Linked DNA regions of Rattus norvegicus: all the other regions are linked to region 2. The links are chromatin contacts, called in public Hi-C maps. All regions are on one chromosome and are shown on one strand. Each heading gives the region's core, a stretch centred on a gene start, on an enhancer-like site or on the middle of the called end of the contact. The rest is flanking DNA. Distances are from core to core; before and after follow the strand shown. Region 1 overlaps Dlc1 (DLC1 Rho GTPase activating protein). Region 2 overlaps Dlc1 (DLC1 Rho GTPase activating protein). Region 3 holds the start of Dlc1 (DLC1 Rho GTPase activating protein).

What was found. A called contact is a pair of places that touch in the nucleus more often than the background predicts.
Region 1: a contact with region 2 is called in a Hi-C map of Schwann cells, with 3 times the contacts expected there. The contact joins two enhancer-like sites. A contact is called at or near these places in 2 of 12 Hi-C or Micro-C datasets (Schwann cells and liver).
Region 3: a contact with region 2 is called in a Hi-C map of Schwann cells, with 4 times the contacts expected there. The contact joins the promoter of Dlc1 here to the enhancer-like site in region 2. A contact is called at or near these places in 4 of 12 Hi-C or Micro-C datasets (the A7r5 cell line, Schwann cells, frontal cortex and 1 more).

The regions. Positions count from the first base shown.
Region 1 is chr16:62,030,350-62,034,025 of GRCr8, reverse strand. All of the region lies in intron 2 of Dlc1 (DLC1 Rho GTPase activating protein), which reads right to left. Among named protein-coding and RNA genes, the nearest start is that of Dlc1, 37 kb to the right of the region's middle. Within about 2 kb of position 1,260, at least 5 of the 93 cell types and tissues checked have an H3K27ac peak or open chromatin away from gene starts, as enhancers often do. A contact at or near this core is called in Schwann cells, where this site is marked.
Region 2 is chr16:62,114,789-62,118,409 of GRCr8, reverse strand. All of the region lies in intron 4 of Dlc1 (DLC1 Rho GTPase activating protein), which reads right to left. Among named protein-coding and RNA genes, the nearest start is that of Dlc1, 120 kb to the right of the region's middle. Within about 2 kb of position 1,844, at least 9 of the 93 cell types and tissues checked have an H3K27ac peak or open chromatin away from gene starts, as enhancers often do. A contact at or near this core is called in Schwann cells, where this site is marked.
Region 3 is chr16:61,993,435-61,996,943 of GRCr8, reverse strand. It overlaps Dlc1 (DLC1 Rho GTPase activating protein), which reads right to left and starts at 1,943. Exons shown (of 18, transcript NM_001370997.1): 1 at 1,138-1,943.

The sequences.
Region 1 (3,676 bases), core at 11-2,510, 84 kb after region 2:
TGCCTTCCATTATGTGGAATTTAAATATGGCATCAATACATGGGGAAATAGATCACTGGCAAATCTCAAATTTTCTGCTACCTCTGGATTCCTCAGCCTTTAAAATTAAGAGGGGTGAACCACTGTAGTTTATAAACTCTCTAGCCTGTGGTAGTTTATTACAGCAGCCTAAATGACTAAGAGAAATTCTAATTTTTCTTAGCTTTCCTTTACTCAGCCACTATTTTCCCCACAATTTTGTAATTGCTCAAAGAAAGTATAGGCATTCATTAAATGAGAGCATATCTAGATGAAGATATGTACAAATAACATTCTTTTATTTAAAATTGTTTTACATAGCATGTTTTGGTTCTGTTTTTCCCCTCCTTTAACCCCTCTCAGAGTCTTCCACCTCCTCCCTACCCACCAAATGTTCTGTTCTGTTCTGTCTGTCTGTCTGTCTGTCTGTCTCTGTCAGAACAAGAAAGTAAGCAAACAAACAAAAACAAAACTCAGAACAAACAAAAACTATTAAGTCAAGTGGTAATTTTTAGAGACAAAATTATTAAAACTATAACTACAGTTTAAGAACAAAACCAGATGATTTTTCTTGTTTCTGTAAATGTTTTATATTAGCAATAAAATCGGATAAAGAATCCTTTTTATAAGGGTACTTGCTGTGATGTAACAGAAAAATTTTCTTTCCTGAAAATCTTTATTTTGAAGAGAACCTCCATTGTAATGTTGAAGTGAAAAGCCTTTTTGTTCTAATCAGGCCTTTGATGAACACCACGATTAAAACAATGAGCTTCCTGTTATTTTAGTGCGTACCCAGAAGCCAAGGGGTTGTTTGATTCAGTGGATTTAAAAAGTGAATAAGAGATCATTTTATGAGCAACAACCATAGAAAACAAATTTTATAAACTGTGTAAAGGAAGACATAACCATAACCATAATTTTTTTTAGCTCTTTGGTGAACTTGGGGACTGCACAATCTGTGGCTGCCACTCAGATGGTTAGAACACATGCTACAGGGGGTAGATGATGTTACAAAAAGTGTGAGTGACTTGCAGGTATTTGAAGTATGTCACTAAGAACTGAGCCTACTAGATAAGTTGACCGCAGCTATCATCTTGAAAAGCTAATTAGAGATGAATGACACCATAAAACTCTTCTGAACAGAATGAACCATTGCTTCTCCCTTCACCACATCTATCATCATGTCCATCATCCCATCCATCACGTCCATCATCCCGTCCATCATGTCCATCATCCCGTCCATCATGTCCGTGACTTCCATTACATCCATCATCATGTCTTTCATCATATCCATCATCACGTCCATCATGTCCATCACATCCATCACTTCCACCATCACGTCCATCATCATGTCCATCATCACTTCCATCACTTCCATCATCACGTCCATCACATCCATCACTTCCACCATCACATCCATCATCACGTCCATCATCACGTCCATCATCACGTCCATCACATCCATCACTTCCACCATCACATCCACCATCACGTCCATCATCATGTCCATCATCATGTCCATCACATCCATCATCACTTCCATCACTTCCATCATCACGTCCATCACATCCATCACTTCCACCATCACGTCCATCATCACTTCCATCATCACATCCATCATCACTTCCATCACTTCCATCATCACGTCCATCATCACGTCCATCATCACGTCCATCATCACGTCCATCACATCCATCACTTCCACCATCACATCCATCATCACTTCCATCATCACATCCATCATCACTTCCATCACATCCATCACATCTATCACTTCCACCACCACGTCCATCATCATTTCCATCATCACATCCATCATCACTTCCATCATGCCCATCATCATGTCCATCACATCCATCATATCCATCACTTCCATCATCACATCCATCATCACTTCCATCACTTCCATCATCACTTCCATCATCACGTCCATCACATCCATCACATCTATCACTTCCACCATCACGTCCATCATCATTTCCATCATCACATCCATCATCACGTCCATCATGCCCATCATCATGTCCATCACATCCATCATATCCATCACTTCCATCATCACATCCATCATCACTTCCATCACTTCCATCATCACTTCCATCATCACGTCCATCACATCCATCACATCTATCACTTCCACCATCACGTCCATCATCACTTCCATCATCACTTCCATCATCACGTCCATCATGTCCATCACTGCCATCACTTCCATCATGTCCATCATCACTTCCATCATCACGTCCATCACATCCATCACATCCATCACTTCCACCATCACATCCATCATCACTTCCATCATCACGTCCATCATCACGTCCATCATGTCCATCACTGCCATCACTTCCATCATCATGTCCATCGTCACTTTCGTCATCATGTCCATCATCACTTCCATCATCATGTCCATCATGTTCATCACCATCACTTCCATCATCATGTCCATCATCACTTCCATCCATCTATCATCACGTCCATCACATCCATCACATCCATCATCACTTCCATCACGTCCATCACCACGTCCATCATGTATCTCTGCATTTTCTATAGTACTCAAACTTGACAATTTTTCACAATCAGTGCTTCACTGAACTCCAAATAAATGTTGTAAAATTCCCACTAAATAATCAGTGTAATAGATGCACACACATGAACACACACACATGAACACACACACACAACACATAACACACAACACACTGCATACATATAATTAATTTCAGGCTGTCCAACAGAGCCATAGTGACAGCAGCTACAGCCATATTATTTCTGACAAAGATGATCTAACTACATATTGGAAAAAAAGACTGTCTTTAACAAATGATACTGGGAAACTGGATATTTTTATGTAGGAGAGTGAAAGTAGATCCTTATCCCCACTTCACATGGAAACTGACCCTAAATGGATAAAAAAAAATCTTAACAAAAGATGTGCAACTCTGAAACTGCTAGAGGAGAAGCATGAAGACCATGTCATAAACACAGGTAAGAATATTCTTGATAGGATTCTAGTCACTGAGGAAACAAGTCCAATAACTGACAAATGAGACCCACGAAATTATAAGGCTTCTATGTCAAAAAAGGAACCACTAATTGAGTTAAGAGGCAGTCTAAATGATGACAAACACGTGATAGAGGATTAATATTCAGAATACATAAAGAATACAAAGCCACTAAACAAGAAGGAACTCAGAAGAAACTCTCAATAGGCCAGTAAATACGTGGAAAAGTTTTCAAAAGTATCAGCTATCAGGAAAATGCAAATTTAAACTACTCTGTAGTTTCATCTCACTCTCTCAGAATGGCTATCAACCAAAACCATGTAGCAATGTTGGAGAGGGTGCGAGAAATGAGGAACATTGCTCACTGCTGGTGTGTTTGTGAACTGGTGCAGCTGTCATGAAAATCCACATGGATGTTGCTTAAAAAAAATCGAGAAACAGAATCATCACATGACCCAGCCACAGGATGGTTGGGCACTCCCCCCAAAGAACTTCGAATCCCAGCTCAGAGATATTTACACATCATGTCCCTTGTTAGTCTTTTTGCACTTAGGAAATTTGATCTGCCTGGACAGCTCTCCATAGACAAATGGACAATAAGAATGTAGTGCACATATATAAAAGAATTTCGCTTAGCTATAAAGAATGAAATA
Region 2 (3,621 bases), core at 595-3,094:
TCTTTCCTCCGTTCTCTATATGGTAGATTCATCTGACTTTGACTAGTCAGTACATGGTTTAGTGTCTCATTTTCCCTTGATTCCCCAGTGCTGCATCAGGCATCCTGCACAGGCGTTCCCTAGCTGTGAGTGTATATCTCTGTCCCACGGTCTACCTATCCCTAAGGAGACCTGTTGCATCTCTGGCCTCTTGAGCAGTGCTTAGGTACAAATAGGCACAAAGTAAGTGATTATCAATAACTAGACGCAGCATTTGATTTTATAATGCATCATCATGACTAAGCAAGCACACCATGAAGAAGGTAAATAAAAGTGGGACACCAGAAACTGTGCTGAGCTGGGAATGGCGGGGTCAGACACCAAGTACGTAAGAGCAGTCTAGGAGCTCATCTCACTGCAGTCTTGTGCATCCGACTTGTGGGAAAGAATCTGGCCTCATCACCATGTAGATTCTGTTTGCTACTTCATTTTGAAAAGGGTGAGTGTGTGTGCATGTATGTGTGAGTGTGTACCCGTATGTGAATGTGTATATGTATGTATACATGTGTATATGTGCATGTATGTGTTTTTGAATGTATGTGTGCCTCTATGTGTGTGTGCGTGTATCTGTGTGTGCATAGTGTTAGTGTGTGTGCATGTGTGTGTATGTGTGTGTATGTGTGAATGTGTGTGAGTATATGTGTGTATGTATGTGTGCACATATATGTATTTGTACATGTGAGTATATTCATGTATGTGTGAGTGTTTATGCATCTATGTGTGTATGTATGTGTTAGTGTGTGTGTGCATGTATGTGTATGCTCTGTGAGTGTGTATGTATGTATAAATATGTGTGTATGTGTTAGTGTGTATATGTGTGCATGTGTGTATGTGTGTATGTGTATGCATATGTGTGTGTATGTATGTATGCATGCATGTATGTGTGAGTGTGTGTGTTTGATAATGGAAAATAGGATACTAAATGTCCAAAAAAAATGTGAACAAATGAGGACAAATGACTTTACTAGAAATTACTTTTATGGTTCCAGAAAAGTCTAAGTCAGAGGTTCAAAATTAAGCTTTCTTCAATACCTGCTAATAAAGCCTAAACATTTGGAATGGGCCCTTCTATCATTATGAATCATCGGCTCTTTGTGGCCATTTCCATACACAAGCCTTAGCATTGCTTGTAGGTTGGTGGTCAGTTTACCACATTTCAAGAAAGCATGCAAACACATTCCTCAGCGCTGATGAGGAGGACCACACATCTGCAGACACCAAATAGAGGGAGGAAACCCTCTTCTCGGTGTTTGTGTTTGTCATTCACAGAACACTGGCACTTACTCACTGACATCCGGATTACCATAATGACACTGCATGGTTCATTAACTTTCTTCATGTTTTGACTGTGTGCTCAAGTATGTCTTCACCATTTCAGGAGAAAAGAATACACCACTGAAAGAGGAAAGCTAACTGAGATAAACAAGATGTTTATCTTACAGGAACCAGTCATACTTACTCATTTTAATATCCTATTCAACACAAAAACTTTTGGTTCAATAGAAAAGGGTCTATGTGGTGAGCTATTGCAAAGCCAGGGAAACAAGTATTCCAGGAACATATATGTTTATACGATGTGTTCTTTGGAATATTCCTAATGAGGCATGATTGTCAGGATATATCTAGCACCATCCCGGGCAGTCACCATGGGTGGGCCCAGGCCAAGCAACAGGAAAGCACGCCCTCTGAAAACCGCAAGGACAGCTGTGGCCCAAACCCAAATGACAGCTATTAAGTGGAGGGCAGAGAGAGGTGACTGAATTATTAATCTCCACAGGCCTCATATCCTTAGATAATGGCCACATTCACCAGTGTCGGACTGAACACAGTCATGTATTGTGGGGGTTTCCAGGCTCATGAAAGACCTCTTCATCTTTCAGTCTTCCCTGAGGTAGAATATTCCAGTCGTTCTGAGAATTCCACCCAGTGCATTGTTCCTTATCTTACTGTAGGACAAGGCAGACAAGGATGTCCTTTCTGGGATGTGGGCAATCTCATCTCCTCAGTTAACCCAATTGTCCTGGTTGGGCAATTTTTCAATTGTTTGTGTGTTTCTCCTTAGTACAGAAAACACACGAGAATGTGAATCAGCCTAAAAAAAAATCTGTTGCAGGATTTAGGAAACACACACAAATATTATGCAAAGCAGTCAATCCACCAGAAGGATTTTCATGTCTTACTCTTAAGGAACACATTGACTATGTAGGTTGAGGCAGAAAGATGTCTTATAATCCTAGAAAGCTCACAGTGTCTTGTTCAGAGAGTTACTTCCATAATCTCACCAAATCTTTGTGAATCTCTTTAAGAAGGGTTTAGGTTAACTAAAATAAAAAGGATTTGAAAGCTGACTTAGTTAAACCCTAAATGAGCGAAGACACCACCTTGTGCATTTTGCTGTCATAAATAAACCATACCTACATTTAGAAAATTTTAGGAACGATCTATAAATGCATGGTGCTTTGTTTTATGAAATCAGCTTACATTCTAGATTTCTATTGTTTTTTACAAAACTTAATCTAAGTGCAGCATTATAATAAAATAGAATTAGAGAACGTGTGAAGAATAGACAAACTGTGTGGTCCTATAAACTGTCCCTTTCTGCATAACCAGGTATATATGGAAACCTGAGAGCTATATGTTTTCATGTTTAAATTAGTCCTGTGCAATTTGTCTCAGTTTGGAGGAGAAACGCATGGTGAGTGGTTTTGTAGCTTTTTGTAGACTTTACATTAGAGTAGGGGACTCCACCTTTTGACATGGCTTAGCAAAGGTCAGGCCGAGTCCATTTGAAAGTCCCCAAATTTTCTTTTAAAACCGGAAGTTTCGTCATCGCCATCATCATCGCCATCATCACCACCTATGATGAGCATTGAATAGTAATTTATGCACTCTGCACCTTGTCCACTAGTGCAGCTCAAAGAAAACAAAGTGCTTGCAGCATTTTGTGGAGTAAATATTTCATCAGAGTATTGGAGAGCAAAGGGGGAAAAACAGGAGGAAAATTTAGTGGACATCAGCAGCAAAATATCAGGGGATAATGATATTCTGCTTGTCAATATCTGAAAAGGTTCAAACTGCACTGCTTTTATTCCTGCCTCAAGGCAAAGAGCACTTAAGGCTGGATGCCTGTCTACCATCTTGACATCTTCAATGGAAAAGGATGAGCTCTGCCTTTTACTGTGATCTACAGACCATTTTGCATCACACTGAACATTCTTCAACCATGCTTGGGACTATCACTTGTTTTCTTCAATAATAGGAAAAGAGTGGGATACCGCAGGTGAACGAGGCCAAATTCCTAGGATTTGCCACAGACAAGCGTCTTCCTTCCTGTATTTGTCTAAGCCTGTGCTTCCTGGAGTACTGCTGCAGCAAAGTGTGGAAGCAGGGCTGATGTCTAGAATCATACACAGGGTTTAGCTCCATGCCCTTTCCTTTAATCCAGTGGTTCTCAACCTTCCCAACGCTGTGACCTTTAATACAGTTCCTCATGTTGTGGTGACCCCCCCAGCCACAAAATCATTTTTTTGCTACTTTATGACAGTAATTTTGCCGTTCTTATGAATTAGAATGTAAATATCT
Region 3 (3,509 bases), core at 694-3,193, 120 kb after region 2:
GCTAGAAATGAAGACTTCTATTAGCTAACACAGCCAATGGTTATCTTGTCCTTTACAGAAGTTTATGATTAACATCCTTATTGATTTCTTATGATCCAACTGGCAAAACCGCTCTCCCTCTCTCACTGCAGTTCGTGTTTGTGTCATGGATCTTGAGATAGGCACGAACGTTTGTTCTCTTTGCATACTATTCCATACAGTTTTTCAAAAATAATTTCCTTCTAAATATAGCATCATCTTTGTCATTGTAATTGGCTTATATTGTGCATTGCTACATTTATTTACTCCTGGACCGCACATTTAGCCATTGAGAAAATTTAGACAGTTGAAGCATGGTGACAATATGACTTCACGATGACTCGAAATATGAACGGTGGTCAGCTAAGCTTTCTCATGACTGACGGGATCGTACACATCACATCAGCTATTCGGTTTGCTTCAGTAACACAGAGCATTCCCACACCATAAGATCTGAGCGGCGAATCCAAGTTTAATGTAAACCAAACGCAATTCCGACACTTAAGCTCCCAAACTGACATTAAACGTGTAGAGACAGAAATAACTTGTAAATGTGTTCATCTTTACTTTTCTTAAAATAATAATTTAAGTTGTGTATTAGTAATTGGATATGTGACTGAAAATAGTTGGGGGAAATACTAAAGAAGTTGACCTTCATAGTTTTCAGTAAGACACCAATTATTCTTTGAAAGCTCATTATTAAGAAAAAAAAAAAACGTTGTAACATCATGTTCTCCTTTTGTTGGGAAAACAGAGAGGAGGAAGGATTTCCTGATGCTTCACACTTTAATATGAGAAGATTCATTGGCCTCAAGATGTGCTACACCTATCGGCAGCGGCGCGTTATAGATGAATTGGTCAGTAAGTTAAGAATAAAAAGGAGATCAGAATAAAACATTTCTGTATGGGGAAAGAGACTAGAGCTAGAGACTAGAGCTGTGCGGAACACATTTTAGAAATGACATTTTGCTACAAAGATTTTGACTCGCAGCTTTCAACTGACTACACATTTTCCCCTTCTGCTTTTCAGGGCTCAGCTCTGAAAGCCATCAACAGCTGGCCGAAGGTGCCAAGGTTCCCAGCTCTGTCTCCTACATGACAGTTGCAGCAGCCTCTTACCTGGGTCAGGAGTTGCTGTTACCGCCAAAGCATGATGCTGTCGCAGCCAGGATAGAAGAGTCTGCCCGGTTAGTGTCTCCAAAATCTAAGTTCACATTTCTGGCTGAGGTCACGGGCTCTATTCTCAGCAGCTCTCTTTAACAGCAGTGTGTGATTCTAACAGAAAACACCCTCTGCAGCTGGAAGGAGCCTCAGCTAACTCGGGATCCTGTCAAGGCGATCCTAGTGACTTCTGTCTTCTAAATGCAGACTGATGTTTTGCGAGAGGGGCCTCCACAAGCAGGCCCAGATTGCCTGCAAAGTATTTCCTGCCTCTGAGAAGTTTGCATGTGAGAAAGCCTGCATGAAGCTGAGGGAGGGGAGGGGCCGAGCAGAGCCGCCTGGGCGTTGAAGCTCTGATTTTACACAGAACTGAAGTGAGTTTGTCAAAGCTCTTGAGATGATTAGCTAGCGTCAGAAAGTCCTAGAGTCCTTCCTATCCCACAGGGCTCGTGGAAAACAAGGAAGAAAGAAAGCGCAGCCTCTCCCCTCCGCGCACAACGTTTCTACTGTGTTAAAGGGAGAACACTTCTGCTAAGACTCATTTCAAAAGTTTTCTAAGACAGCTAGATGAAGGCTGAGACTTCTAATACCGTAATTCTTCTAAAGTTTAGAACTTTAAAAAATAACTTAAAAATTTACATCCTGGACTTGAGAAAAGTCTGTAAGTAAAATTCCGAGAATCCAGGAAGCAGAGCATTTCCTTCTTCTCTCTCCTTCACACCCCCAGAAATCTGAACAGAACAGGGTACTTTGTGCCACAGCCCATGGAGTCTTCTTACCTCCAGTCAGGGATCCTCCAGTTGCAGACAAGCACGGCTAGTGAGGCTGGAAAGGAAGAAGGCAGACTCCATCTTCATCAAGTTAGAGTCCTGCTGACATTAAACACTTGCGAAGCTTCCTCCGGTATGGCGGAGTCTCTCAATCACATCTCTAGAGTGGCGAGCAGACTGTGTGCATTTTTTCCCAGACAGCTTGTGAACTCTCATCTGTTTATCTCCTCTGCTTTTGTGCCTCCACTGCATGACTTCCTCCTAGCTGCTCCAGCCTGGGAGCTTGGACTACCATTTGGTTTTGATTAAAACCAGACAGCCAACTCTGGAGAATTTAGGGAATAAGCTAATGGAAACTGCGAATGTGGCTTTAATTAGCGCACCGATTAATAATAGATGTTAGCTCGTCTTATAATAAGATTGTTACAAACGCAGTGCTCAAATCATTTCTGGAAAGAATTCATACCGAGAGTCTCTTTTATGACCCAGAACTCTCCCTCAGGGAAAACGCAAGGGTAAAAGGGACTGTGGCCTTGGGACATGTAGGTTGTGGCCAGGCCATTGGGACAGCTTCCTTGTTTACACCAGAGACACAGGAAACAGCATCTGTCCATTTATCTTATTTGGTCGAAGCTACTCAGTAACCTTTCCCTTTCATTTTAGTTACATTGGAAGGGTTCCTTCTACAACTCTGGGTAACCTAACGAGTCCTTTAGATTTTTACTGATTAGGGATCAGATGAATCTAATTACCGACTCCATGAGAGGGTTATACATTTTAGCTTGTCAATAATGTAGAGTGTAAGAATAGTTCCAATATCCAAGTTAGAAATGAGTATAGCACATATAACGAGATGCTGGAGTTGTTGAGCCCGCACGTCTCCACAGCTGTCGGCTTATCTGAATTTAAGTGGCTCTCATTGTTTACGAATATTCTCACGTGGTCTTAATTTCTACAAACGCATGTAGGTCCTCCAACAGCGGAATGGCCATCTTTCATTTTGCCCTGACAACACCGTGCAGGTGATAACTTGATGAAGTATGAGGTTACAGCTACCGCAGCTTTCTTCACTGGACAACTGACTTGTCTCAAAAGCAACAGAAAACACAATTTAGAGAAAAGCCAAATCGCAAAACCAGGTTCAAGCCACGTAGAAACCAGAACATGTCATGTATTCTAACATAAATATACTAGCGGGGCTTGCCACGGTGACAAAGGTCTGGAACTCCAGCTCTCGGGAGACCGACAGGAGTACAAGGTTAGTTTATTCTACATAGAAAGACCACGCCAGCAAGAAAAAAAAAGGGGGGGGGGTTCAGAGATATCCCAGTCACTAAAGTGCTTGCCACACTGAGGGATTCAAGAGCCTGACTACAATACCCAGAACCCACCTAAAAATTATTGGGTATGGAGGTGCATGCCTGTAATATCAGCACTGGTTGGGCAGACACAGCTGAATTCTGGGAGCTCACTGCTGGCCCTACTTAATGAATTTGAGGAGAGAGAGAGAGAGAGAGAGAGAGAGAGAGAGAGAGAGAGAGAGAGAGAGAGAGAGAGACA